Regions from separate parts of the Sus scrofa genome. Here region 2 is linked to region 1. Evidence: chromatin contacts called from public Hi-C data. All regions are on one chromosome and are shown on one strand. Each heading gives the region's core, a stretch centred on a gene start, on an enhancer-like site or on the middle of the called end of the contact. The rest is flanking DNA. Distances are from core to core; before and after follow the strand shown. Region 1 has its middle 44 kb from the start of C7H6orf223. Region 2 has its middle 60 kb from the start of TMEM63B.

Evidence for each region. A called contact is a pair of places that touch in the nucleus more often than the background predicts.
Region 2: a contact with region 1 is called in a Hi-C map of heart right ventricle, with 14 times the contacts expected there. The contact joins two enhancer-like sites. A contact is called at or near these places in 2 of 47 Hi-C or Micro-C datasets (heart right ventricle and psoas muscle) and 2 of 2 datasets of contacts at active chromatin or transcription factors (alveolar macrophages and skeletal muscle).

Annotation. Positions count from the first base shown.
Region 1 is chr7:38,946,547-38,952,601 of Sscrofa11.1, forward strand. No RefSeq gene overlaps it. Among named protein-coding and RNA genes, the nearest start is that of C7H6orf223, 44 kb to the right of the region's middle. Within about 2 kb of position 2,160, at least 8 of the 83 cell types and tissues checked have an H3K27ac peak or open chromatin away from gene starts, as enhancers often do.
Region 2 is chr7:39,074,097-39,080,564 of Sscrofa11.1, forward strand. No RefSeq gene overlaps it. Among named protein-coding and RNA genes, the nearest start is that of TMEM63B, 60 kb to the right of the region's middle. Within about 2 kb of position 5,080, at least 37 of the 83 cell types and tissues checked have an H3K27ac peak or open chromatin away from gene starts, as enhancers often do.

The sequences.
Region 1 (6,055 bases), core at 910-3,409:
GGAATGGTGCTAAGGGAAGAGCCGATGGGGTCCTGCCCCTTGTGCCCTCAGTGCCACTTCATTCTGGTGGCAGCTTGGCGTGTCTGTGTTAGGGGCTGAGAGCAAGCATCTCCCTAGACCCAACTCACATCTCATCTCTAAAGGAAGCCCACCCTGGTTAGCGCCACCTGACCTTGGCTGGCTTTCCCCTCAGCCTTTTGGCCTCAGCTTGAGGAGGTGCCCCTGTGTGAAGCAGAGAGGAATGCAGTGAGGAGAAGGGAAGCTGCCTACCTGGCAGCCACTCTGTGCCAGGCACGTTCCATGCATTTTTCCCTCCACAGCAGCCCATTTTACAGATGAAGAAACTGAGGCCCAGAGTGATGCTAGAACCTGCCCAGAGTCACAGAACTAGTAAAAGAGGGAGCAGAACTCACACCCAGAGCTCTGACCCCTGTCTTTCCACCTGTCCCGGGGATTGTGGAATGGACTCCACAAGCCCAGGGGGAAGTGTGGAATTTGGGGTTCTGCCGAGGGGTCCCTGCAGGGCAGGCCTGGGTGCTGGGGTGGGCTGAGGAGGCCTGGGCCCCCACATAAGCTGCCGACACTCTGGCTCAGCTGTAGGGTGAGTCCCTCACCCTGGGTGGGCAGCAGGAGCGCCTCAAGGCCATCTCTGGGGTCAGGGCTGGCTTGCTTAGCTCCCGCTGGCTGCCAGCTCCCTCTGCTGGACCCAGCCCCAAGGACGCGCTCAGACACGGGGACGCCGCTGTCTGTCTGCACTTAGGCTCTGGCAGCCCCTCCCTATCGCATGTGGCCCGTCACATGCAGGGCACCTGCCGGGTCCTCCCCGTGTCTGGGCAACAGATCCTCCAAAGGAGCTGCTCTGGGTGACCTGGGAGCCTTACACTAGAGGAGAGAACAGGGAAGGGGGTTCCAATCCCAGCCACCACCATGCTTAGCTCAGACACGGCTGCTGTCTCTGTCAGCGGGGACCGTCTCCTCCATCACAGTCAGGGGCTCCCCGAGAACAGGGACCATCTCTCCCATCAGACTGGAAACTCCCTAAGGGCGAGGGCTCTGTCATCGCCCTCAGACTGGGAGCTGCCTGCAGGCAGGGGGCATCTCCCCATTCAGACTGAGAGTTCCTGAACTGCGGCGCTGCTCACCTGTGATGTAAACCCACCTTCACCCCCGAGGGACCCCGGGACACCTTCTCAGCAGCCCAGTCCCTCCTAGACCCCGGGCACCTGTCCCTGCCACGCCCACCACGTCATAGGCTCCCCTTCCCCACCTTTGGGGCTGAGTGAGGCTACACAGTGGCATCCTGACCTCAGCAGCCCGAGAGTCAGTGCAGCGAGCAGCCTAAGAGCCAGGGATGGGACGTGACTGCCCCCTGAACTCAGCTGTGGGCTTGGCCATGAGGAAAGTGATACTTCGGGGAGGTGGAGTGACCAATGACATCAGCCTACGTGACTGTCAGCCCAGCTTTCCCCTCTTCCCTCCACCCCTCCCACCCGCAGTGCTTGCATACTGACCTTCAGCTCATGGGCACAGGCCTCTCTACGTGCCCACCCCAAGGACGGGGCAGTACCCAGGGGGAGGGACTGTTCTCTGACTCCTTGTCTTCTAAGTAAGTACCCGGGGGCCCAAGGAGGCCGCAGGTCCCAGCCCTCTCCAGCCTGGGCATCTGGGGCAGGAGCCAGTCGCTTCCAGGGTGACCCACCCCCACCTTGCTGGCAGCCCTGACCTGAGAGAATTGAACGTTCTCTTGGCTCTGCTAGATCTCCTTCCTGAGTGCCTGGCAGGCTTCTGATGGCTGGAAGCCAGCATGGAGGGCACCTGGCTCCCCACCCCAGGCCTGCTGACAGAGCAGCCAGGCCTGCATCCCTGCATGGCCGGCTGTCCTAGGGAGTCAAGTTCAACTACCTTGGATGACCACCACTGGCCCCTGAGATGCCTTCCAGAGAATCCAGTTGCTGCAACAGCTCTTCTCAGGTGTCCCCTAGACCCCACCCAAGGGATGCCCGATCCAGAGCTCACCATCCAGACGGAGCCCCCAGCCAGGGCAGACCAGGTAGAGATGCCCAAAAGTAGACCAGCCATTGCCACATTTATTGCACTGTGCACCCTTATCAAGAAATATGATCAGAGCATGTGCTCAGCTAAAGTCTATTTCTTTCTAATTACGTCTGTTAAGGCCAATGACACAGCTGGCCTGAGGTAGCATACTAGTTGGGGCAAGTGACAAATCAGCAGAACTACAAAACATTTCACAGGGATATCCAGGAACAAGAAAGCTATAGGGAGCCTAGATAAGCTCCCATGCATCTCTAGGGTTGTGGGAAGTTGCATGAACCCTAAGAGGAGACTGGAGGGGGCTTCAGCTATCTGCCCATCCCTGGCTAAACACACAGGGAGTAAGAGTTGAGACAGATAGGTGAACTGCCTAATTTTTTTCTTTTTCTTCTTTTTGCTTTTTTAGGTCCATACCCACGGCAGGTGGAGGTTCCCAGGCTAGGAGTTGAATCAGAGCTAACAGCTACCAGCCTACACCACAGCCACAGCCACGCGGGATCCGAGCCACGTCTGCAACCTCCACCACAGCTCACGGCCTCGCTGAATCCTTAACCCACTGAGCCACCACGGGAACTCCTAAACTGCCTAAATCTTCTTTTTTTTTTTTTTTTTTCTTTTTGGCTTTTTGCCATTTCTAGGGCTGCTCCTGCGGCATATGGACATCCCCAGACTACGGGTCTAATCGGAGCTGTAGCCGCTGGCCTACGCCAGAGCCATAGCAACGCGGGATCCGAGCCGCGTCTGTAACCTACACCACAGCTCACGGCAACGCCAGATCCTTAACCCACTGAGGAAGGCCAGGGATTGAACCTGCAACCTCATGGTTCCTAGTCGGATTCACCAACCACTGAGCCACGATGGGAACTCCATAAACTGCCTAAATCTTGAATGTGTTCCCCAACCTGTACACAGACGCCTTGGATCCTAAATGGATCAAGGTATTTAAGCACAATTTCTGACCAATATATACACATACACACACACACACAATATCAATAAAGAGACAAAATATATACATAAAGAAATTCTGGAGTTGAAAAGTAAAATAGCTGAAATAAAAATTCACTAGAGGGTTTCAGTAGCATCTTTTGAGCTGGGAGATTAAAGAATCGGCAATAGAGCAACAGAGATTATTCAGTCTAAAGAACAGAAAGAAACAAAGAATAAAGAAAAATTAACAGAGGCTCAGATACCTGCAGAACATCACTGAACATAAAATGTGCACTTAATGGCGTTCTGGAGAAGAGGAGAGAAAGGCAGAAAAATATTTGAGGAAATAATGGTTCCCAAATTCCCAAAGTTGGTGAAAAATATTATTTTACACATTCAAACACAGCTCAAGTGGCAGTAATAAAAAAAGATCCATAGGCATCACACTGAAACTGTTGAAAGACAGAAGCAGAGAAAATCCTGAAAGTAGCAAGAGGAAAAAGATACATCATACAAGGGAACCACAATAAAATTAACAGCTGATTTTGTGCCAGTAAAAGAATAGAGACCAAAAGGAGGGAGATGGCATACTCAAAGTGCTGAAAGAGGGAGTTCCTGTCGTGGCGCAGGGGTTAACAAATCCGACTAAGAACCATGAGGTTGCAGGTTCGATCCCTGGCCTTGCTCAGTGGGTTAAGGATCTGGCATTGCTGTGAGCTGTGGTGTAGGTTGCAGACGCGGCTCGGATCCCACGTTGCTGTGGCTCTGGTGTAGGCTGGCAGCTACAGATCCGATTAGACCCTCAGCCTGGGAACCTCCATGTGCCGCAGGAAGTGGCCCTAGAAAAGGCAAAAAAAAAAAAAAAAAGACAAAGTGCTGAAAGAAAAAAAATCCTGTCAGTGAAGAAGTCTGTCCAATAAAAGTATCCTTCAAAAATGAAGGTGAAATAAGAAACTCCCAGACAAAGAGTGGGAATTTGTTGCTAACAGGCATGCCTTATAAAAAATACCTGAAGTCCTTCAGGGTAAAAAGAAATGACACCAGACAGTAACTTGAATCCATATGAAGAAATAAAGGGAGATCCCGTCGTGGCGCAGTGGTTAATGAATCCGACTAGGAACCATGAGGTTGCAGGTTTGGTCCCTGCCCTTGCTCAGTGGTTTGACCATCTGGCGTTGCTGTGAGCTGTGGTGTAGGGTCGCAGACTCGGCTCAGATCCCGCGTTGCTGTGGCTGTGGTGTAGGCCGGTGGCTACAGCTCCGATTGGACCCCTAGCCTGGGAACCTCCATATGCCGAGGGAGCGGCCCAAAGAAATAGCAAAAAGACCAAAAAAAAAAAAAAAAAAAAGAAATAAAGAACACCAAAAAATGCCATCATATAGGCAAATACAAAGACACTACAAATATGCATTTCTTTTTTATCCTCTCAACTGATTTAAAAAACAACTGTTGGGTTCATAAAGTAAAGAGGGAATCGAATTATACTGGAAAGAGAAGGATGTCAGACAATAACCTCCATCCACAGAAAAAAATGAAGAGGACCAGACATGATAAATATGTGGGTTAATATAAAACATTCTATAAATGTATTGTTCTCCTTTCTTTTCAGAAGTTTTTTAAAAGACATACGATCATATAAAACAATAATTATAACACATTGATTTATAACATATATGGATGCAACATATGTGATAATAATAGCATAAAGGGTAAGAGAGGGAATTAAGTTATATTGGAGCAAAGTTTTGATGGTTCACTGGAATTGAATTAGTGTTAAACTGATGTATATTGTGATAAGTTACCTATTATAATCTCTGGAAAAACTGAGATTAATAATTCAAATATTCAATAAAGAAACAACAACAAAGGAATTGGACATTGGAGAAAAATTTATTTACCACAAAAGAAGACAATAAAGGAAGACCAGAAGCACAACAACCAAAGAAGACGTGAAACATATAGAAAAAAAATAACAAAATTGCAGAGAGAAATCCAAGCATATCAGTAACTAGATTAAATGTGCATGACCTAAACATTATCAGACCAGATTTTAAAAAAACCAGATTCATTTAAACACTTCCTACAAGAGATATTTTGGATCCATAAACACAAATAGGTTGCAAGCAAAAGAATGAAAATATATATAGCATGCAAACAGCATCATATAAGTCGAGTGTCTATATCAATATTAAATAAAATAGATTTTAAGACAATAAAACATACTAAAGACAGAGACTTGTAATGATGAATGGGTCAATTCATCAAAATGATATAATAAACACATAATAAGCACATATAATAAACACATGCATCAAAATGATATAATAAACACATAATAAGCACATATAATAAACACATGCATCAAAATGATATAATAAACACATACCAACTGAGCCCCAAAATACACTAAACAAAAAACAGAAGGGGGAAATAGAGAATTCCACAATAGTAAGAAAGACATCTTACTGAACAGGAGAAAATGTTTGCAAATCTTATGACCAATAAGAGGTTAACATCCAAAATATATAAACAGCTTATATAGTTCAACATAAAAAAAAAAAAAAAAAAAACACCCAGTTAAAAAATGGGCGGAAGACCTGAATAGACATTTTTCCAAAGAGGACATTCAGATGGCCAACAGGCACATGAAAAGATACTCAACATCATTAATCGTCAGAGAAATGGAAATTAAAACCACAATGAGATATCACCTCATACCTGAAAAAGAACACAAATAGGAAGTGCTGGTGAGGACGTGGAGAAAAAGGGAACCCTAGTACAAAGGGAATGAAAATTGGTGCAGCCACTGTGGAAAACAGTAAGGAAGTTTCTCAGAAAACTAAGACTACGACATGTCCCAGAAATTCCATTCCTTGATACATATCCAAAAAAAACCTGAAAACTCAATTTGAAAAGATACACGAACCCCAATTTTCGTAGAGCATTATTTACGGGTGCCAAGCTATGGATGTAACGTAAATGCCCATCAGTAGATGAATGAGTAAATAAGATGTTTTATACACATACACACATAATGGAATACTACTCGGCCATTAAAAAGAATGAAATTTTG
Region 2 (6,468 bases), core at 3,830-6,329, 130 kb after region 1:
GAAAAGGCTCAGAAGCAGATGAAGTGAAAAACAAAAGTTTACCTTAGCCCCACCTCATTCTGCTCAGAGTGAATCCCTAAAATTTCCCAAGCAGAGGGCAGATCGACTTACATTCATTTTTCACACAAGTAGTGACATACTCCTCACCAGCATTTCTCAAATGTAAAGTCAGAATCCTCTAGAGAGCATGCTAAAACAGACTGCGGGGCCCCAGGCCCAGGTTCCTGACCCACTTGTTCCGAGCTCCATCCCACCCTCCCCATTCCCCTACCCTCTAATGGGTCTCTAATGGGCTTCTCAGGATTCAATGCTGCCCCATGGGGACCAGCACCTTCTGAGCCATCCTGCCACCTGCTTTCCCACTTAGTAAATATTAACCTAAAAGCTGGTCCTTGTTCTTTTTTGTTTGCTTGCTTTTTAGGGCCACACCCAAGGCACATGGAGGTTCCCAGGCTAGGGGTCCAAGCAGAGCTGTAGCTGCCGGCCTACGCCACAGTCACAGCCATTCGGGATCCGAACTGCCTCTGTGACCTACACCACAGCTCACGGCAACGCCGGATCCGTAACCCACTGACCAAGGCCAGGGATGGAACCTACATCCTCATATATACTAGTCAGGTTTATTACTTCTGAGCCACAACAGGAACTCCCTGAGTAAAAATCACAGCATTCAACGCTGATGTTCAGATGCCCCAGAATGCACTTAATCAGTGCTTTGCTCATGGACTTGACGTTGCTTCCACTTTTTTTGAAGTTGGAAATAAAACTGCAATGAACGCAGTGGCAGGTATATTTTGAACACGGGACATCTGTGACAGTGTATCTGATAAATTCCTAGATATGGAACCTCTGAGCCAACAATGTGTGAATTCATTCTTCCCGTGGAATCGCTAACCCCCTTCCCGGGTGCAGTTGCCTTCCCACCCCGTCCTAGGATGCCTGTGTCCACCGAGCACCAGATCTCCCCTTTCTACTGCTGTCAGTCAGAAGGAAGAAAAGAGAATCACATCATTTCTTAATTTTGATTTCTTGCATTTTGACTAAGGGTGGGAATTGTCACCTGTTTATTAGGCATTGGTATTCCTTTTCTTGTTCACAAGCTTTGCCCCGTTCCTATTTGCTTCTCTTTTCCTAATTGACTTGTATGAACTCATTTGTCATTTATACTGAAAATATTTTTTCTGGGTTTTTTTGCCTTGAGACTTGAAGATATTACATGTTTATGTAGCCAGGTTTGTTTTGTTTTATGTTCGTTTTTGCCTTCTTAGGGCCACACCCACAGCATATGGAGGTTCCCAGGCTAGGGGATGAATCAGAGCTGTAGCTGCTGGCCTACACCACAGCCACAGCAATGCGGGATCCCACCCGAGCCTGCAACCTACATCACAGCTCACGGCAACACCGGATCCTTTAACCCACTGAGCGACGCCAGGGATCGAAACTGCGTCCTCATGGATACTAGCCAGTTTTGTTAACCACTGAGCCACGACAGGAACTCTGCCAGTTTGGGGTTTTTTTTAATCTTTCCCTTTGTGACTTCTATTTTATATTTTTTATTTTATTTATTTTATATTATATCTTATATTTTGTGTCTCGCTTTCCCCAACTCATGAATATATATTTAAGGAGTTCCCACTGTGGTGCAGTGGGTTAAGAATCCAACTGCAGTGGCTCAGGTCTCTGCAGGGGCACCAGTTTTATCCCAGGCCCAGCACAGTGGGTTAAAGGAGCTGGTGTTGCTGCAGCTGTGGCATGGGTCACAGGTGTGGGTCAGATCCAATCCCTAGCCCAGGAATTCCCATATGCTGTGGATGCAGTCATTTAAAAAAAAAAAAAATTTAAAGAATATATGTTTTTAAAACTTTGTTAATGTTTTCTTTGAGTAATTTTATGATTTCCTTTTTACATTTAAATATTTGGGACTTATCTCAGAATAAAGAATGAAGAGGAGAACTGGCTCTTTTTTTCCAAAACGGCTAACCAGTTGTCCAATTTGATTGAATAATTCATCTTTTCTCTTCTGATCTAAAATACCACTTTACCATATATTCAGTTTGCGTTTGTTCACAGGTGTGTGTCTGGGCTCTGTTCTGTCCCTTTGATCTGTCTGTGTGCCAGTACCCAACTGTTTTATACTGGAGCTTTATACAACATTTGGTAGCTCTCATTGCCCCTTACAATGCCTCTTCTCCAGAATTTTCCAAGCTGTTTTGGCATGTTTGTTTTTCCGGATGAATTTTAATACAATTTGTCGAGTTCAGAAGCTCTCGTTGTTTTTCACATCTTCTAACAGATGTGATTTTCTGATTTCTCAGCCCACAGCAGAATAGAAATAAGTTAAGAAGAATGAAGTGGGCCGGTGGTCTGCTTGAGGCAGTGATGGTGGTGGAAATGACCAGCTGATAGGGTGAGAGCTGGTGAAGCGATAAGAACTATGAAAAGTAGATACAGGAGTTCCCGTCGTGGCTCAGTGGTTATCGAATCCAACTAGGAACCATGAGGTTGCAGGTTCGATCCCTGGCCTTGCTCAGTGGGTTAAGGATCTGGCGTTGCTGTGAGCTGTGGTGTAGGTTGCAGACGCGGCTCAGATCCCACGTTGCTGTGGCTCTGGCGTAGGCTGGCGGCTACAGCTCCGATTCAACCCCTAGCCTGGGAACCTCCATATGCTGTGGGAGCGGCCCAAGAAATGGCAAAAAGACAAAAAAAAAAAAAAGTAGATGCAAGGAGTTCCCGTCATGGCTCAGTGGTTAACGAACCCATCTAGCACCCTGAGGATGCGAGTTCGATCCCTGGCCTCGCTCAGTGGGTTGAGGATTTGGCGTTGCCATGAGCTGTGGTGTAGGTCACTGACACGGCTCGGATCCCGTGTTGCTATGGCTGTGGTGTAGGCCAGCGGCTACAGGTCTGATTGGACCCCTAGCCTAGGAACCTCCATATGCCACAGGTGTGGGCCTAAGAAAAAAAAAGAAAAAAAAATACCAATTAAAAAAAAAGTAGATGGAGTTCCCATCATGGTGCAGTGGTTAACGAATCCGACTAGGAACCATGAGTTGCGGGTTCGGTCCCTGCCTTGCTCAGTGGGTTAAGGATCCGGCGTTGCCGTAAGCTGTGGTGTAGGTTGCAGACGCGGCTCGGATCCTGCATTGCTGTGCCTCTGGCGTAGGCCAGTGGCTACAGCTCCGATTGGACCCCTAGCCTGGGAACCTCCATATGCCGCTGGAGCGGCCCAAAAAATAGCAAAAAGACAAAAAAAAAAAATAGATATAAGAACTACGAAAATATAGCCATCATAGAATAAGCCTTTAGTGTAGGGTGAAACAAGACTTGGGATTTTCTCTGTATTACAACCAGGGATCATGATGGACACTTGCAACCACAGCTCTGAGTCATAAGAACTCACATGTTCTATAACCTCTGATTAAGAAGGCAGGAAAGTGTGTAATATCCACTAGTGATTTCCATCCCAAATATCTCTTTTTAAGGTCTCAGATATGAATGTCTGGAAAACTAGCATGAAATGGTTCATTCTTAGAAGATGACAGAAGTATGACATATTACTGGTTTCTCTGTAGTTTTCGCAAAACCCACCTCCAAATTCCAAGGAGATCTGGAATATGTATTCACTCTCTCTGGAAACATAGCTGAAGGAAATGTCCCCAGCCTTCCAGACAGTCCACACACAATAATTTAAAAAAAAAAAAAAGATTTAGCTCTTACAAAGCACCTGCCTCCAACACGTGAAGCATGTTATATGCAGACTCCACATTAATCCTCAACAGCTCCACTAGGTGAAAGCTGTGCTCCCCTTAGACGGGAAACTGAGGCTCAATGAGAAAATTTGAGCAAGGTCAAGTTAACATGTGAGAAAAAACCCTCAGCCACCTTCACCCCACATGCCACCAGCCAGTCCCCTTCAACTCATCCCCTCTAACAGGAGGTCCAACAGGTGGCCAGTCCTATTCAAACCCCCCATTTGAGGAGTTCCCATTGTGGCTCATCAGGTTAAGAACCTGACTAGTATCCATGAAGATGTGGGTTTCATCCCTGACCTCGCTCAGTGGGTTAAGGATCTGGCGTTGCCGCAAGCTGTGGCATAGGTCACAAATGTGCCTTGGATCTGGCATTGCTGTGGCTGTGGCTGTGCCAGCAGCTGCAATTCTGATTCCACCTCCAGCCTGGGAACTTCCATATGCCATGGGTGCGGCCCTAAAAAAAAAAAAAAAAACAACCTTTGCAAGGGCCTGCACCTGCCTTGCCCAAGGCCGGAGCAGCACAGAGAGGCCTCATCCCATGCCTCTGAGGGGCAGGGAGGGTGGAGTGAGGTGCCAGCCTATGCCAACTAGGGAAGGAAGGGGCAGCCTCCAGGCCACCCATTTACCAGCTTCCAGGGTCAGGAGCTCAGAAAGTGGGGAGGGTGCCTGGGGAATTAGGAGATCACTTCCAAGATGAGCACTGCCTGTCACAGGCTGGCATGTCCTCTCCCCACAGACTGTGTTCACCATACCACACCTTTGCCAGCAGTGTGGGCAGAGCCCAGTCCTCTCCTGGATGCCGCAGGGAGTGGGAGTTGTACAGGTGACATACAGAGGGAAGAGGTGACAGGGATAGAGGTCAAAGAACTCATTTGTTTGTCCTTGACAGCCATCTGTCAAGGGCCTCTAGAGGCCTCGTATGGCCTGCCCTGGATTCTGGTACAGCTGAGAGCTCCTGGGGCAAAGGTGGAACTATAGAGTTGTGAATCTAGTCCCCAAGGGACCAGAGTTTTCAGCCGTCTGTGACCCCCAGCCCAGGACCCAGCCAACTGTCAAACAATGACCCAGGGGATGAAGAGGGCTAGAGAATCAATTCATTTCAGCACCCAGCTACCGTGAAGCGCCTACTGCGCGCGAAGGTCCGTGCCGTTGGAGTGGATGATGAAAAGGGGCCTGGGGAGAGGTAGGGTTTGCTGGAAGGCGGACAGAATGCAGAGGATGACCCGGAGCGGAGGGTACCCCACCACCGAGCATCCCCATCCACCGCGCGCAGAGGAGCCGCGCGCTCCAGGGACCGGCGCGCGCGCTCCGGGCCGGCGCCGCACGCGCACGCGCACCCGCAGCCGCTCCCCCGCCCGTGCGGCTCCGGCTCCCGCGCGCGCGCACTTGAGGCCTCCCTTGTGCGTCTCCTCCATTCGCTACGTGCAGAATGGTCCGTCGGCAGCAGCTGCAGCGCCGGGTGGGAGGGGGAGGAGGAGGGGAGGGGGAGGCGGCGCCCAGGTCTGGAGGAGGGGCCGTGGCGGGACGGGACGCCGAGGGCTGGGGGAGAGGGGCTGCGAGGGGACCCTGGGTGGGCGCCACGCTCTCCCCCTCCCCCCCTCGCCGTCGCTCCCTACTTCAAGGCCATTCCGGCCAGCCCCCTGTTCCCTCCCTGGACGTCTCGGAACCTAGCCGACCAAGAGGGTTTTTCTCCGTGTTGTCCTTTCCCCCAAAACCCAAAACCCAAACCCAAGAAAGAACCACTCCTGCTGTCCCCGCTCCCCTCTTCCCCTTCCAGTACCATTCCCAGGCTTTTGTGTGAGTGAGATGACCCACAGCCAGTGCTTCTCCATTCCGCCTTTCATGGGGTGGGGTCCCTAAGAGGTACTGTAGCCTCATCCTCCTCTCTCTTACCACCCTCCCGGAGGAAGGGAGATGGACAGGATGGACGCTGGAGTCTATTTCCCAGGGTTTCCACAGGGGTAAGCCCAGCGTCTCATACACGCACTCGAAGAGGGCGGCAGAAAGGTCTGATGGCCCCGAAGAACAGGCTGCTCTATGTCCAAAGGACTGAATATTAGGAGGATCCCCCCTGGACTGGCATGAATTCACTGGCCTTACGGGGCTGTGTCCTATACACCTGTGTGTAAAGAGCTCCCCAAGAATGCAGTGATTAGAAGCCACCAAAGGATGGATGATATATCTCTGGAAGATCCCAGACAGACCAGCCCCCCGGTGCTGCCAGGAATCCAGATGTGGCCCAGATGTCCACAGCAGCTCCTCCCACAGGGTGGGACACCAGCTATTCTATACAGCCCCTCCCAACACTTCTCTCAGGGTCAGGGGAGGAAAGCTGGCGACCTCCAGTGCCCCGTCCTCATTTGGGCTGCTGGGAGGGGGCAGCGCCTTCATCCTCTGCCCTCCAGGGGCCACCTGGGTTCACGTCCAAGGCAGCCACCTGGGTTCAACATGTGGTCCAATCTCTAGCCCTCTGCTGACAGGTTAAGTCTAGATCGCCAGGAAGAAAGGCGTCCTGGGTCAGTTTCCTTTCACACAATCGGACCCATGAGCCTGGGTTTTGCACAGTGCCTCGATCCAGGGAAGCGGATTCGCTCCCTCCCCGGTACCTCCGGCTTTTGGGAGGCGCCCTCTGCTGGCCACTGGGAACTGATGGAAATGTATTTGCATTTGCTGCTGCACTCATGGATCTGGAAAAGGGGACAAAAACTCAGAGAAA